Regions from separate parts of the Pan troglodytes genome. Here region 2 is linked to region 1. A link is a contact called in public Hi-C data. All regions are on one chromosome and are shown on one strand. The core of a region is the stretch at or near the end of the contact, and the rest is flanking DNA. Distances in the headings are between cores, read along the strand shown.

What was found. Hi-C and Micro-C count contacts between places; a contact is called where the count stands out from the background.
Region 2: a contact with region 1 is called in a Hi-C map of stem cell-derived neural progenitor cells, with 1.9 times the contacts expected there. The contact joins the promoter of LOC104002728 here to the promoter of GALNS in region 1. A contact is called at or near these places in 1 of 7 Hi-C or Micro-C datasets (stem cell-derived neural progenitor cells) and 1 of 1 datasets of contacts at active chromatin or transcription factors (stem cell-derived excitatory neurons).

What each region holds. Positions count from the first base shown.
Region 1 is chr18:87,034,589-87,040,191 of NHGRI_mPanTro3-v2.0_pri, reverse strand. It overlaps GALNS (galactosamine (N-acetyl)-6-sulfatase), which reads left to right and starts at 2,073. Exons shown (of 14, transcript XM_024349994.2): 1 at 2,073-2,346. The coding sequence starts at 2,227. TRAPPC2L (trafficking protein particle complex subunit 2L) reads right to left here and starts at 2,088. Exons shown (of 5, transcript XM_054669593.1): 1 at 1,921-2,088; 2 at 324-496. The coding sequence starts at 2,028.
Region 2 is chr18:87,356,351-87,361,953 of NHGRI_mPanTro3-v2.0_pri, reverse strand. It overlaps LOC104002728 (putative uncharacterized protein encoded by LINC00304), which reads right to left and starts at 2,477. Exons shown (of 2, transcript XM_009431434.5): 1 at 2,306-2,477; 2 at 1,517-1,971. The coding sequence starts at 2,391. The coding sequence ends at 1,644.

The DNA of each region.
Region 1 (5,603 bases), core at 824-3,323:
GTGGTGGCTCCCCCTGAAAAGCACAGAAAGAAATCCTTGCAGGTACAAAGCAGAAGTGTCCCAGTTCCTCTGCAAACCAGACAACGGACATGTGCAAACCAAAACATTCTACGGGGAATTCTAGCCTTGCTTTTACCAAATGGCTCTTCCAATGAAAGAGAAGAGTTACAGGCCTTCATTCACCTCAGGCTACCCTAATTCCCTGGCTGGCTAAAAACTCTCACCTCTTTATTTTTCTTCTAAAAGGTTTCAAGTTATCTGATCCTAAAGTACATCTTGCAACTGTAGGTCCTCCCTGACACACACCCTGCCCTGAAAGATACACCTTGTAGTCCTCCGTGGGGTAGAGCAGGCCCAGGTACAGCTCCCTCTGGTCGACCAGGGCCTTCCCCATTGCGGAGATCTTCTCATCCACCACGTCCAGAGATGTGTGCACCATGTAGTGGAACTTCAGCTCGTTCTCCGTAGGGGTGCTGCGAATGTAGAGGGGGTAATTCTGCAAGAAAGCATGACGGCGACTGAAAGGACAAGACTCCACCCAGCGCACACCAGCTCTCAACTATGCTGCAGAGCCGTGACCTGCAGCCCCCCGGGGAACGCATTCCCATGCTCTAAGGCCCATCGCTTCATTCTCCATGCCGCAGTGGGCACGGCCTTCAGGGGATCCCAACTAACCTAAGGAGATTTATGTGTCGTTTGCAAAGCAGCAGCAGTAGGGTGGGCAGAAAAGAAAAAATGAATCAGAAAAATGGGCCTGAGCACAGCCTGCCGATCAAGCCTGGCACCTGGGCAGGCCTCTCACCTTCTCCTGGAGGCCACTCTGCCTCAGCCCACCTCTAACTCTGCATGGCTCACCCAAATACAGCACCCTAAATACTGGCTTTTCTTCACCTTGACAGTGACCCTTTTACTAAACCCTTCAAGACTCAGCTCAAATTCCCTTCATCTCTGCATTTCTGATCATTGGAAGCCCAGAATTAACAGCTTCTTTCTCGGTCTTTCACACACCACCATTTACCCTGTGTCTGTTCAGCACTGGGTCCTGCAGAAATACAGTGAACAAGAGTCCTCGCTACCCTCGTGGGGAGTGATACCTAGTCAATAAACCCACAAACAAGCAAATGATCATCTTGGCCAAGAGAGAAGCCCATGAGCAGCTTAGCAGCAGCCACCGCCCAGCAGGGAGCGGTCTCGAGTCTGGTCTCGGGAGACCCTGGCTAGGAAATGAAGGCTCCGTGCAGCAGGAGCGTGTGGGCAGCCACCCAGCTCAGTCTTAGCCTTCAGAAAATGCTTTCCAGTTGAAATGTATGTGGGCCAGTAAAGAGGATGGGAGCTGGGGAGAGGTGTTCCGCGTGCAAAGGCCCAGAGGTGAGAGGGCAGAGCATGTCCAGGGAGCTGCAGAATTGTTTGGTTGGAGCGGAGGGTGCCAAGGGTTATGGGGGGAAAGGATCCCAGAGCAGATTATTCAGACAGCATCCTAAGGCAACGAGAAGCCACTGCAGAGGTCTCAGGCAGAGGCGTGACAGGATCCGATTTGTTTTTAACTCGGCTCCGGGGAGACTGGCAGGAGGGCCGGGGTCGCCGTCCGCGGGGAACCAGCGCTGGACGGGAGAACGGGCAGAACCTGCTGAGGACGGAGGTAGTGCCCGGGACCACCTAGGTTTCTGGTGGGTCCTGGCGGGGAGGAGACCTGGTGCGCCGAGGGGTGCGTTCAGCAGCGGGACGGGCGAGCGCGGAACTGGGGTCTCAGTCAGGGTCTGCCTGGCGGCTCGTCCACCGCGAAGCCCCTGACCGCTGGAGCTCGGCGAAGGCCTCCTCCAGATCCCATTTCCTAAGGTGCCTTCTAGGCCCAGGGAAGAAGAAGAAAGCGGAGAGCCGAGGATGGTGCGAGCCCGGACGCCCCACGCCGCGCGTACGCACCTCCTTGGCAATCACCGCGATGCACACCGCCATCTTGGGAGGCTCGGCGCCAGGCACCGCGTCACTTGACCCGCCGCTGGTCACGCGGCCTCCCCAGCCCCGCCCCATCCGCACGCAGCTGGCTCAGGCCCCGCCCCGCTGGTCACGAGGCAGTCCAGGCCCCGCCTCCCGTCCCTCCGCGGACTCTGGCCCCGCCCCGCGAGTCACGTGGCCGTCCAGGCCCCGCCCCGCAGCCCAGCCGGAAGGGCCGGCGGACGCTCGCTAGGTCGGCTCGCTGGCCGGGGCTCCGCGGCTCCCGTGGTTGCCATGGCGGCGGTTGTCGCGGCGACGAGGTGGTGGCGGCTGTTGCTGGTGCTCAGCGCCGCGGGGATGGGGGCCTCGGGCGCCCCGCAGCCCCCCAACATCCTGCTCCTGCTCATGGACGACGTGAGTGCGGGCGGTGGGACGGGGCAGGGCCGGGGTGGGGCGGGGTCGTGGTGGGGGGCGGGGAGGGGAGGGGCGGATGGAGGGAGGAGCGAGGTGGGGGAAGGGCGGGCGGGGTGGGGGGAGAGGTGAGGGGAGGCCCCTTGGGGAAGGGGGGAGGCCCCGCGCGGGGAGGAGGAGGGGAAGGGGACGGGGGGTATCCCCGTGCGGGGAGGGGGAGGCCCCTCGGGGAGTGGCCGCGGGGTCCAGGCGTGGGGTCTCGGCGGCCACCGATCACCACATGCGCTGCCACTGTGCTGCATGACCGGGACAGCGTCCTCCCTGGCAGGTGGGTGGCCGGCGTGCTACCGGGCCCTGCCTCCCCCGTCTGACCTTTCCCGCCCTCTACTCTTGGGAAAGGTGGGCGCGCAGCGTGGCCTCCCCAAAGGCAGGAAGAGGCTGCTCCTGCCGCCCTGCCTGAGAGCTGCGTCGCCCTAGGAATCACTCCCGCCACCTCGGGCCGCCGGGTCCCCCCGCTGGGCTCCAGTCTTACCTGACGGCTGTCTCTGTCCCCTGGAGAATGCTGAGCGAAGGTCAGGTGTCCCTAAGGTCTGAAGAACTGAAAGGCTGGAATGTCTCCTGGTGGGCAAGTGCGGGGTCAGGGGTCACAGCCGGCCTGGAGGCCTCCTTCCCTAACTCCTTGTGGGAGCCACCTGGAGACTCAGGAATGAGCCTGCCTGGGGCATGGGTCACCGTGCAGGACCCCAGACACACCTGGGTTGAAACCCTACTGTCTCCAAGCTTGGGGGTCACTTCCATTCTTGAACCTCAGCTGCCACACCTGGGGGGGTTACACCTGTCCCGCTGTGCTCACGTTGTGTGTGAGGACTGGGACGACACCGAGTACCAGACAGTTTTGGGCCGTCGGTGTCGCTCAGCCCCTGTGTGCTGGCTCCGACCAGCAGAGACCCCGACAGGTGCCTTCAGACCCACCTGTGCTGACCAGTGGGGGCCACGGGCCACACGCAAGGGCTGGGCAGTCGTGGCTGTCGGAATTGGAAGGTGCTGGTAGTGTAAAATACACAGATTTAGAAGACTTGGTGGAAGAAAAATAATGTAAAATATCTCACTTAACAATTTTATTAAATTAATGGTTTTTTAACATAAAGATATACTTGAAAAGGTAACAGACAGCACCCATAATTTCCCCACCCAGGGGTGACAGCCGACAGTCCTGGGCAGCTGCTTTTCCATCTCATATGTCTTATTTGTGTGCGGTGACTGCTTTCCAGAGCACGCTCTCCAGCGCCCAGGGGTCCGTGTCCTGACAGCAGTAGCTGGGCCTTTCTCTGCACTGAGTGAGTGGCATCTCCCTCCTAAAGATACTTTGCTTCAGAATTTCATCCTTTCACTTTTGAAGTTCCTCTGGGCCCATGTAGATACTTTGTTTCAGAATTTCTTCTTTTCATTGTGTAACTCCCTCTGGGCCAGCATAGCTTCACTGGGTGAGCTGGGCTCTGCAGGTGAAGCCTCCCTGTTAAGTTTCTGCCTTTCCTGACTTTCTCAGAGGACAGAGGGCTGAGGCGGGGCAGCTCATGAATAATTTTTTATGTTGAAGACTTGTCGAAATAATATTTTGGTTATGTTGGGTTAAATAAAATATAAAGTTAGTCTGTATTTCACCTACTTCTGCTTTTCTAACGTGGCTCCCGGTAAATATGGAATTGCATGTGGACTCACCCTATGTTTCCATAGGACAGCAAGGGTTCAGGCCGTGCAGGGTGGAGGGGTGGGGTGTGGCCACCAGGGCACATGTGGGGGAGGGTGACGGGAAGCCCCGCCCACCTGGGCACCAGTTCTGTGGCCTCCACTGTGTGGCTTGCGGGGTCGTTTGGCAGCTGACGCCTAAAGAACCCCAGAGGAGCTGTGTCCTGGCCGGTAGGTGTACTTGTAAGGACTTTCTGATGCAGACAGCAGAAGATGAAGTCAAAGTGACAAGCAACAGTGGGGATTCCCTGGCCCTCCTGAGTCGACAGACCAGGGCCGCCTGGCGAGTTTCCCCTTTCGTGGCTCTGCTGCCTCTGAACTGGCCACATCCTCACTCAGCCTGTGATGGTCCTAGGTGACTCCAAGTCACCCCTGCAGTCAGCAGACCCAGTGGGAGGTTGGCTCTGCCCGTGTCATGTTAGCCTGATGTGGGTCTCAGCCCTGCGCCAAGCACACTGGGGGAGGGGCGCATGCTGACCTGTCCAGCCCAGGCCTCGGAGCCTCGGGTCTACCCCAGAAGGGAGACTGCCCCTGATCATCTCATCTGCCTGGACCCAGCAGAGAGGGGGTTCCCTGAAGGGCCCATGGTGCAGCTGCCAGGACAGGGCAGGGATGCTGGCAGGTGAGAGCCACAGAAGCTCACAGTGGAGCCCCGAGGTGCCCTGACGTGGCCCAGGGTGCAAGGGGGTCCTCACAGGCTGTCTTCTCTCCTTGGAGTCCGGGGCTTCCTCCGCAGCCCTGTCCACACCTCTTCCTGCACTGCAGACCAGTTGTTTCTGCCAGGGCGCTGGCGTCTGAACCTGCAACAGGTCATTCGGGCTCTGGCATGACATGGGATGGCTTGATGACCCACAGCTCTGGGCCCAGCACCACTTGAGGACGAGTGTGCGTGTCTCAAGTTCAGATTTTGGAGCATGGCCCTCCAGGGACCAGCTGCCTCCAGCCCAGTCTCCCCCTATCCAGTCCTCTGTGGCTGGGCAGTGGGGGGCCTGGACCCCCCTTTCGTCTAAGCAAGTGCAGTTTCAGAAAAGGGGTGTCCCCAAAACTAGCTTATTGCACCCCTCATGGCCAGAAGCCACTCTCCAACTGGTCACACTGACCCGGGAGAGAACCACTGCCCCCAGAGTCGGGACCAGAAGGGGAAGCTGGGACTCGGGTGAGAGCAGCTGGCAGGAGCCCCCACCTGTCCAGGGGGAGCTGAGCCGGGCAAGGATGGGTTCACCTGCACTCCCCAGGGCTGCCCTGCCCTGGCCTTTCACTGACCCACGGTCCAGCGCGGCCTGGCTTCGTAGCACCCTGGGCACCTGCTGCGTGAGCGAGGAAACCTGCGTGGCCCACTCTGCTCTCCAGGGCTTCTGGGGCCTTGGAGACAGTTGAGACCCAGTGACAAGTTCCACTCCGGCCCACACACAGCTCCTGCCTCCCAGGGCGAGCAGCACTCTGTGTCTCCACTCCTTATTTGGAAAATAGGGTTAAGGAGGGTCAGCCCTGACCACAGAGGAAGTGGAGAGTCA
Region 2 (5,603 bases), core at 1,228-3,727, 320 kb before region 1:
TTGCTGTGTGGCAGAGGAGGGCGGGCAGGTGGTAATGAAGGAGACTGATGACTCCGTGGCTAGAGTAACTGAACGGTTGTGAGTGTCTGGTCAGACTGGCAATGGGGGGCGTGCCCTGTGAGCCTATGATGAGGGGCTGCCTGGGTGGGCACTGGCTGGTGCTTTAGAGAGGACTGAGGGTGTGGCTAGGGCCACCACGTGTGAGTCCGGCTCACTCCTCTGTGACGCACGGGTGTGCAGGTGCGCCCACGTGTATGTATGTGTATGTGACACGCTGCACGCATGCTCGCTGATGCGGACTCACACACGTGCCCACGTGTCCCAGGGAGACTGAAGCAGGGCCCACAGGGGAATGAAGCTGGGATGGGTGCCACCAGAGAGGTCGCATCGCACAGGGGCCGATGCAGAACGGGGGCAGCGGCTGGCCCAGGACGGTCAGGGCCTGGCTGGCAGAGCCTGGGGTCCTGTGCCCACCCTGTGCTCCTAAGGCCCTGGGCCAGCCTGGGAGCACCATGGATTCTGAAGATGTGCTGACTGGCCTGCAGGCACCAAGCTCCACCCATTCCAGCTCCGACAGGGCCCTGGGGAGCCCACTGGTCAGGGACTGCGGGCAAGAAGAAGACCCCTCTGCTGAGCCTGCAGCCTGTGTTTGGAGCTGGGCTAGGAACCTTCTGGAACGTGCCTTCCACCGGACAGAACCTTCCAGAACGTGCCTTCCACGGGACGGAAACTTCCGGAACATGCCTTCCACAGCATGGAAACTTCTGGAACGTGGCTTCCATGGGATGGAACCTTCCGGAACGTGCCTTCCATGGGACCCTCTCATGCCCTTGCACAACTGCACCATTTTCCTGTGTCACCGAGGAGGACATGGGCTCCGAGCCGCCGAGTGACCTGTTGGGGGCAGGGCTGGCGCTGGCCGTCCCAGCTTAAGGACTTGCCACAGCTTAAGACTCATGGAAGGAAGGTACGGGGAGGTGCTGAGGGGATGAAGGGCAGAGCTGGGCCTTGGGGCAAGGCCAGTGGCAGCGCCGGGCACCTGGACACAGCAGATGGCCCCCGGCAACCGGCCCTGCCCTGCCCTGGAGACCCCTCCACCTCCGAGTCCTCCACGTCCTTCCACCTGGATGCCGCCACAGCCCACCTGGGCCTGGCTTCATGCCCCCAGCTCTTGCCGGGTATGACGGGTGGGCATGGAGGGTGACTCAGCCCAGCCCAGGAAGGACCAGCCGCGTGGCAGGAAGACGGAGGGAGTGCCCGGAGCCAGCAGGGCGGCCACCGAAACCCTGCACTGATGCAGGGACCGAGGCACCCGGGGCCAGTTTCCAGGAGAGCCCCGCGATGGCCCCTCCATTCCTCTTAGGCTTCCCGCCCAGGGCGGGCTGGTGCGGGGACCGGGAACTGGCATGACCCAAGACAGGTCACCCGCGTGTCCTCTCACATCCCATTCCACCAACACCAAGGTTCCTTCTAGAGGCTCCTGGGAGAATCCATTTTCCGCCTCTTCCGGCTTCGGGAGGCTTCTCCTTGGCTGGGGGCCCCTCACGAAGCCAGCAGTGGCGGGCCAGTCCCCCTCACGCCCGCCTCCGCCACGGCCTCCCTCTTCCACTCAGCAGGACGGAGGTACCCTGTGCCCTCACGGGTCACCCAGGGCAGCCTCCCTGTTGAGGGAGCTGATGCGCCGTCCACAGTCGCAGGTCCCCGCTGCTGTGTGAACTCACAGGTCCCAGGGTGAGGAAGCCGGGGTCTTTGGGTAAGGAAGCGGGGGGTCTTTGGGTGAGGAAGCGGGGGGTCTTCGGGTGAGGAAGCGGGGGGTCTTCGGGTGAGGAAGCGGGGGTCTTCAGGGCCGTCATTCTGCCACCCACAGATGGGAGCCTCCTCATGGGGCGTCCAGCCTCAGTGGCAGCTGGAGAGCCACAGGGGCTGTGGGGTGCCCAGCAGGGCGGGCTCAGTACTGCCCGCAGGACCACCCTGCCGTTAGGGCGACTCAGTGGCTCACAGCCTTCTCAGTTCAGTTCCTATCAGCTGACCGAGGCGGCCCCACCCCACCTGCCCTTGCCCTAGGAGCTGGGGATCTCCATCCAGCAAGACTGCAAACCAGGCCACCTCTGAGACCGGCTGCCACAGACCACATGCTGGCCCTGGCTGCCCGCTAAGGCCAGGGGACACCCTCCTTGAGACTCCCAGGGTGATGCTCAGCTCCTGAGGACCGAGCGGCCTCTGCATGGCGCTCCGTCCCCATCCCTCCGCCTCTCCAGATCTGCCTGGCTCAATGCACAAGCATCCTCGGCCCTCCCAGCCTTACCTGGCCAAGCCGTGGCCCTGGCCACCTGTCTGGACCATTCCCTTCTGATTGGGTGCGATCTGCAGACAGCAGTGTAAGTACTGCATGGAGGAGCCGCGGCCCGACGCCCACAGCACGTGCCACGTCTGTAAGCTGCACCCAGTCCAGCCTGGTGGCTCCCCGTGTGAGCCTGAGCTTGCCGGCCAGAGGGGAAGACCTTGGGCTTTGGCCCCAAGCTCGTGATTCACACCCTCGCCCTCAACTCGCCTGCCTCAGCGGCTCATGTGCAAAGCAGGCTGAGCACGCTGCTTTCAGTGGGTGTGAGAACCCTGGGAAGGCACCTCAAGGGGTGTCAGAACCTGGCAGGTGCCTCCAGTGTGGGGTGAGCGTGCGCTGGGTATGTGGGGACCTGCGGCAGCGCCCTCCGCCCACCCTCAGAGGGGCTGGTGCTCAGGGGGTGCCTGTTGGACCCAGGACCCACCCCTTCCGTGCACCCGCCTGTGGGGACCTACGGGCTTCCTGCTCAGAGAGAGGCAGATGAGCCCCACGTTGCTACCGCGGTCGTCCATCCCGTGCTCTTGTCTGTGCCGGCAGCTGGCAGGGGACGCTGCGGCCGCCGTGCATGATGGATCATGAGGCGCAGTCACGGATGTTTATCCTCCAGTGACCTTGTCTCTCTTGTGGCTGCTGAGGAGATGCACATGGGGCGTGATCATTCGTATTGATCAATGTGCTGCTCATTTGCCACGTCGTCAATGTTTTCACACAGGGTCCACTTTACTCTTCCAGGCAGGAAAGCGGCTGCACCGACCTGCTCTGCGGCCAGGAAGGAGGGGACAGAGTCGACTCCCAGGGGGCCTGGGGGGAGCGGGAGTCTGCTCTGGCTCAGGAAGGCTCTAGAAGGGCCACCAAGAGCAGCCGCAACAGTGCACAAGGACCTTGTGATGAGAGCTACCTGAGCGAGTCCCAACCTGATCAGACGCACCGTGTAGGGGGAGCCGGGGCCCCATTGCAGCTGCCTCGGGGAAGCAGTGACCACAGGCCCGGCTGAACCTGATGGTGACGGGGAAGGGAGGGACTGGTGTGCACACAGGTGTCCATGTGCCTGTATGTATGCAGGTGTGTGTGTGACACACACATACATGTGATATATGCAGGCGTGTGTGAGACACACATACCTGTGGTGTATGCAGCTGTGTGAGACACATACATGTGATATATGCAGGTGTGTGAGACACACACGATAGATGCAGGCGTGTGAGGCATATATGTGTATGCAGGCGTGTGAGACACGTGATATATGCAGATGTGTGTGACATACATGTGTATGCAGGCATGTGTGAGACATATACATGTGATATATGCAGGCGTGTGTGAGACATACATACCTGTGGTGTATGCAGGCGTGTGAGATACACATATATGTGACATATGCAGGCATGAGACATACATCCCTGTGGTGTATGCAGGCGTGTGAGACACACATACGTGTGACATATGCAGGCGTGTGAGATACACATACATGTGACATATGCAGGCGTGTGAGATACACATACATGTGACATATGCAGGCGTTGAGACATACATACCTGTGGTGTATGCAGGCGTGTGAGACACATATATGTGACTTATGCAGACGTGTGAGACATACATGTGACATATGCAGGCGTGTGACATACATACCTGTGGTGTATGCAGGCGTGTGAGATACACATACATGTGACATATGCAGGCATGTGAGATATACATGTGACATGCAGGCGTGTGAGATACACATACATGTGACATGCAGGTGTGATACATACCTGTGGTGTATGCAGGCGTGTGACACACATACATGTGACTTATGCAGGCGTGTGAGACACATACATGTGACATATGCAGGCGTGAGACATCCCTGTGGTGTATGCAGGCGTGTGAGACACACATGTGACATATGCAGGTGTGTGAGATACACATACATGTGACATATGCAGGCGTGTGACATACATACCTGTGGTGTATGCAGGCGTGTGAGACATACATGTGACATATGCAGGCGTGAGACATACATCCCTGTGGTGTATGCAGGCGTGTGAGACACACATACATGTGACATATGCAGGCGTGTGACATACCTGTGGTGTATGCAGGCGTGTGAGATACACATACATGTGACATATGCAGGCGTGAGACATCCCTGTGGTGTATGCAGGCGTGTGAGACACACATACATGTGACATATGCAGGCATGAGACATACATCCCTGTGGTGTATGCAGGCGTGTGAGACACACATACATGTGACATATGCAGGCGTGTGATATACACATACATGTGACATATGCAGGCGTGTGATATACACATACATGTGACATATGCAGGCGTGTGACATACATACCTGTGGTGTATGCAGGCGTGTGAGATACACATACATGTGACATATGCAGGCATGAGACATACATACCTGTGGTGTATGCAGGCATGTGACTTACATACATGTGACATATGCAGGCGTGAGACATACATACCTGTGGTCCACACCTGTCTGCACACGCCTCCTGTTACTGATGGTTAACTCAGTGGCCGGCGCACTCACCACCTTCTCACCGTGGCCGGCAACAAGCTGCTGTTCTGCACCAGGACCTCCTCTCAGCCTCCCAGCAAAGGAGGCCGGCAGCTCTGACACGAGGGTCCGGGAGCCGTGGCTCCTCCAGGTTAGTGGTGCCCACAGCGCTTGCCACACCGCCCACTGCCTCACTCCGTGCTGTGCCTGGTGCTGCGTGGGTCCTGAGGCTCCTGCTCCTGACCCTGGTGCCGCTGGGACAGAGTCCAGGTGGGAGGGCAGTGTGTGGTGTGTGTGTGGCCAGTCCCCAGGGACAGGACGCCCGAGGGAACAAAGCCCCCACTCCTTGGTCAGGGCTAGAAGGGCCCCGAGAGAGCAGCAGCCGCAGTTCACAGAGTAGGGAAACTGAGGCAGAGCAGGCTCAGGTCTTCTGTGTTGGGCCTGGACACCTGGGAGGAAGGCAGCCCCAAGGGCCGCTGTTGGGTGGGAACGTGGGGCCAGCTTGGCACTCCTGAGCTGCCTCAGGCCTGGCCTGTCTAGGCCTCAGTGGACCGGCCAGCCTAATGCCTGGGCTGCTGGCCTGGGCCCTATCTGTTAAACGAATGGAGGAGGCAGGAGCTGGGTCCATGGTCTCCCTGCCAGGGAAGCCGCAGGTGGAGGGAAGGCAGAGGGCGGCAGGGGCTTCACCCTGGCCCCTGATGAGGGAGGGGCAGAAAGAATGGGGCGGCAGCTGCCACAGGCTGTGTGTGGGACTTTGCTGGCAGCAGCAGGCACA